2 separate regions of the Sander lucioperca genome follow, and region 1 is linked to region 2. Evidence: chromatin contacts called from public Hi-C data. All regions are on one chromosome and are shown on one strand. The core of a region is the stretch at or near the end of the contact, and the rest is flanking DNA. Distances in the headings are between cores, read along the strand shown. Region 1 holds the start of marcksa (myristoylated alanine-rich protein kinase C substrate a). Region 2 holds the start of tube1 (tubulin epsilon chain).

The links. Hi-C and Micro-C count contacts between places; a contact is called where the count stands out from the background.
Region 1: a Hi-C map of liver shows a contact between it and region 2, with 4 times the contacts expected there. The contact joins the promoter of marcksa here to the promoter of tube1 in region 2. A contact is called at or near these places in 2 of 2 Hi-C or Micro-C datasets (liver and muscle).

The regions. Positions count from the first base shown.
Region 1 is chr19:26,984,272-26,986,999 of SLUC_FBN_1.2, reverse strand. marcksa (myristoylated alanine-rich protein kinase C substrate a) reads right to left here and starts at 1,468. Exons shown (of 2, transcript XM_031285675.2): 1 at 1,042-1,468. The coding sequence starts at 1,137.
Region 2 is chr19:26,675,536-26,678,235 of SLUC_FBN_1.2, reverse strand. It overlaps tube1 (tubulin epsilon chain), which reads left to right and starts at 1,357. Exons shown (of 13, transcript XM_031285634.2): 1 at 1,357-1,580; 2 at 1,844-1,917. The coding sequence starts at 1,556.

The sequences.
Region 1 (2,728 bases), core at 219-2,718, 310 kb before region 2:
CACGTTATTGTAGGCCGAGTTTAATATGCAACTTAATTCTATACAATATATGTAGTAGGGGGGGCCTGCTCCGTCCTTGGTTTAAACAGCGTTGAAGACCCCTGCACTAGTCTACACGTTCTGGATTCTATTCATATTCTGAGAGAGAGAGAGTGGTCGCAGTGCCTCAACCGGATCGCAAGGGGTCGGTGCCGGGTCGCTGCAACAGTAAAGCAGCTGCTCATTAAAACAGCAGATGCTCATTAGTCCAGCAGATCACGGAGAGCACAGTTCAGATACATCTCCTAAGAAAGTATAACATCTAAAGCGGGGTTTCTGAATTGCGTATTCTTTAACAAAAATCCTAACTGTAAAAAAGGAGCGACGGAGAACAGCGGCAGCCTGCCTGTCTCTCTCTCCGGGGGCACCGCTGGCTCCGAGCCGCTGGCTCCCCTCCGGAGTGATAGCAGGCTGCCATCTCCACTTTCTATTCGAGCATCTGGAACAAAAGGAGTGGCGCTCCAAGCGCACACACAGCCTTTTGTCGGTGTCGCGCATCTTGTCTTATTCAGAAACTTTCCCCTCCAAATTACGATCGAGAGGCGACTTCATTCAAAGCCGAAGCTGTTCCATTATTATCCTGAATATCATTTTCTGGAGTGCATTTTACCAATCAGCCATTTAACACGCGATTTCATTCAAATCCTACAATTCAACAAAAGTGAATTTCTTTTATCAACAAAGAATCCAATCAAAGTGGCTTCCTCTTCTAAAATAAAAGCTCGTTTCTTTCAACATCCGCTCAACATACAGTTTACATGAAACAATGGGGATATATCAAATGCTCAACTGTTGCTCGTGAACTATAATGAATCAGATTTATTTTTTATTTTTTTAAACAAAGTGTTTCCATTTAGTTTCAACTCGCACCGCGGATCTCCATTCAATCTATCCACAATTACGCACGGGTTGCGCCGGCAGAGCGGCCACATTCTCCCCCGGACGGACAGGCGGATGGATGGATGGATGGATGGAAGAGCTGGATGATAAAATATCATTTACCTGTCCGTTGGTCTTGGTGGGTGAAGCAGCAGCCTCTCCGGGCTTCTCCGCCGCAGTTTCGGCCTTTCCAGTTGTCTTGGACAGTTGCGCTCCCATGCTTTTTTCGCTCCAACAAAGAAACTCAACCGATTCCACAAGAGAAAAAAACCCGAACAAAGACTCACAAGCCTCTTTGTTGAAACACAAAGCTCTTCGCTGATGTCTCCCTTTGTATGCACAGAGGAAAAAAAAGTTCACAGGGGGAAAAAGCAAAGTCCAGTTAGAGAGGGGTTTTTTCAACAAATAGCAGGAAAAAGCTGACAGGTAGGGAGAAGTAATAAAATCCCAGATTGGTGGCCGTGTCGGTGTAGACAGGCTGCAAAATGGAGAAATTCCCCTTGTTGCTAATAAGATGCGGAGTCCAACGCCCAAGTGAAGAGATGAATGGGCGCTCCGAGCGATGACGGCACCGCACTCGGATTCAGCCAATCACGGGCGCCGCTCGGAGCGTGGGCGGGGTTTGGGAAAGGGAGTGAACAATAGATTGTAGCGCTGCGTTCACGGTAAGCTGGGATAATACATTAAAAAAAAAATTAAAAAAAATCACTGGAATGACATCTTACCAAACCATGTGTTCATTTTGTTTTGCATTGAAATAAATACCCAACCACAATGATCAAATATGAAATACAACTTATCACAAGTACAGCTATACAACGAGATGTATAGCAAAGATATGGATCTTGTGCACCACAAGCTGAAATCAATATTTTATCACATTGTCCAGGACTTGAGGGGCTCTGAAATGAAAATACATCAATCAAAATATGTTTGTTTTTATTATTAATATTTGATATGTAGTTTTGTACAGTGGTGGACTGTAACTACATACATTTACTCCAGTACTACTTACGTAAAGTCATGCCACTTTCTGCTTCTACTCCGCTACATTTCAGAGAGAAATGTTTGCACGACTAAAACAACTTTTGAACGTACAGATTCCACCAAAACAAGTTCTTTCCTGAGACTATTTAGCAGAGGCACCGTGGCTCTGGCCGGCGCTAAGCCGCCCAAGACGATTGATTGGTTTAAAGAAATGCCAATAAACCAGAGCACGTTTGTCTCCCATCCCAGAATGCTGTGTGGACTAGCCAGACCTTCCTCCGCAGCGCTGTGGAGGAAGGTCGAGAGACTACACCCAATGAAACCAATGTGGTGAGAACACGGCAGGTTGCTGTTCACATTAGGGAACACCAATGGCCTGTGTGGTGAAATCTTGCATTTTGTGGTTTGACATCAAATAGCAGCATTACATTAGATCATTTCAAAGTCATTCATCTGAAAGTTGCCAAAATGATCCTCACTCCCAGTCGGAGCTTGTATATACAATTTATTTCATTGGCCTTGAATGCAGCACTGGAGATTATAGCATGAACTTGTTTTGGCCACACATTTTCTGCTTCGTAAGCCATATTTTGAAATAAAAAATCTGCACTCATCAGGATTTTTCGATATATTTGAATGCTTTCTTATTCTCGAATAGAATGAGCATTGTATTTACCAGTTGTACCTGGATTACCTGATGACGACACAATCCCTTGTACTAACGCTCCTCTAACCATCCACCTGGGCATGTTTTCCATCATCTGCCTGCACTTTTACAAGTATCACTTACATTTAGATGATAATAGTAATTGGAAACCTCTTC
Region 2 (2,700 bases), core at 108-2,607:
TGCACCGAAACCTTATAATGGCAGGGAAAAAGAATCTGTTGACTACCATGTTAGGATAATGTATATAGGTGAATCTTAATACATTAGCCTTTGTGTAAAGGGCTGCACCCTCTTTATGATGTATTTTAAATTTAAATTTGTATTTTGTAACTCATGTTTATTCTTATTTATGTTTTCATATAGGCTATTGAGCATGCGTGTGTGAAGCACTTTGTAACTGCGTGTTTTTAAAAGGCCTACTGTATATTAATAAAGTGTTACTTACTGGCTTAGCCTACTTACTTTCTTGACAATTAGTTATTGTAGTAGTTCATTTTATTTCTGTTATAAAATGTATGCTCATTCTATTAGTTTTTTTTCTGTCTGTCTGTTGTTAGACAACTACTTGAAATAAATATAGTTAAACACTGCCCTCTACTGCATATACAGTGGATTTCTAAACCAAATAGAGAGGAAACTCCATACAGCCTGTAAACCCAAAACAAACAGCCGAGAAGTTAAGAAACGTGGAATATGATCATTTAAAGCATCTCTTCTGTCACAATTTATTAAATCAATAGCAGGCACACAACACATTATTTACACTCGTTCATTCATTCACTGTTTGGCATATTGTTGTCTAGGTAACCATCGTGATACAGTCGAAGATAGAGTGGTGTTTCTTTCACAGATGTCAACATAAACGTCCTAAATGGACCCAAGTTGATTTCCTGTTGCAGTGTATGTGAATGGCATCAACTGACAGGAAGTTAACAAGGGGCCAGGCTGTTGCCTAGCAATGGAATTCCATTGAAAAGGTCTATAGGCTACATTTGACTGATTCTACGAAAATATCTCTTCTCTTCTCTTCTCTCCAGAAGACGCTTTCTGTATTAAACTAATGACCAGTCTCATATTTATTTGGAGAGATGATGTAAAGTTGTGCGAAAGCCATAGATACAAATGCGGAAGCTACGTTTTTTAAAAAATTTTTTTTTATTTTACTTTATTATTTAAGTAAAGATACAATAACACAATGAGCACAGTGAATATATACCGATAAACATGAACAAAAATGGGTGTATAACATTTACAATGAAGAGGTTTTAAGGCATTTTAGATGTTTAGGGTCCGGACGGATTTCTTATATTTGTCAGTCCTTTTAAAGTTTTAAAATAAAATGTCGTTTTTAATATCGGTGAATATTCGGTTTTCTTTCAGACTATTTACATTAATGGATATAACATTTTCCAAATAAAATTAAAAGTATTCAAAATGAAAACATGGCATTTATCCAAATCATTTCCTTCATAGTAAAAAATAACGTCAAGTTTATAATTTTATTTTAGAGCCACACAACATCAACCCAAAACAATATGCGGAAGCTACGTTACGTGTACGCCGTTTCCATGGTAATACGTCATTAGCACTCGACCAAACACAGGGGAGGCGCGAGACGAAAGAATTGTTTAAAACTATTTACACAAAGTAGTTTCAGTGGAGAGTTATGGACAAATGTTAACATTACGTATGACTTAAATCCGCCTTCTAGAGGGGTGTGCGTGTTGCTGCGGCCATGACACAATCCGTTGTTGTCCAAGGTGAGTTCAGACTCCAGCGCATCTCGTTAAAGAGACGTAGCTAGCTAGCTAGCGTTAGCTTAGCTGTCACCTGCTGTGTTGCTAGCTAGGGGTTGTAGGTAACGTTAGGGTCCCCTCGTGGAAACATTTTCCTCACCTATGTTGTTACTGTAACTAACGTTACACTTTTAATTAACATAACATTAGGGTCCACTCGTGGAAACATTTCCCTTACTTATGTTGTTACTGTAACTAACGTTACACTTTGAATTCGTGTTCTTCAGTTGGTCAGTGTGGGAACCAGGTTGGCTGCAGGTTTTGGGATCTTGCTTTGCGAGAACATGCCCACGTCAATAAAGTAAGTGCTAACACACACACACACACACACACACACACACATACACATATCATTAAATAATTATTCACTTTACAGTCCCTGTGCTGTGCCCTTCATCAAGAGGAACACCAAAATAGACAGACAGAGAGAGACAAAAAGAGAGAGGGAGGTCTGCATGGAGTTATGAGATAGAAAAAGATTACAGTGGCAAAAGAGGAGGGCGTGGAGCAGAGGGGGGGGGGGGATTGAATGGATAGACAGGAAGATGGGGAAGAGGAGGAGTGAGTGAGTGGCAGGCTAATGATGGAAGGGGAAAGCCTCGGCTCGGCACTCCCAGCATGCCGTCCTGCCAGTGTCATGCAGCATCCCAACACACACACACACACACACACACACACACACACACACACACACACACACTAAAGCAAAGGTACACTTAACTAAGCCAAACACAATCCTACAGACAGTTACGGTACACTGTCCTCTTACATTTGCATGCATTGTATTTGATAAGACTGAAGGACCCCAATAAGAGACATTTTAACATGGCATAACAAGAAAAGCACAGGTGTAGCGTTAATAGCAATAATGATGGATGATGTGCTTTTTAACTGGGACTAGGATTTTGAATGGAATGGCTCAAACATCCATTAGTTTAATTACTTACACCTGTGCTTTTTTGGGTTATTGTGAGAGAAAATGTGTACCTTGGGAAAAGGTACTCACTAGTAGGACAGTTGTATCATAGGGTAATATGATTATATGTGCATGCCATCCATATCCTCACCAGCCCCCCCTCCCCTC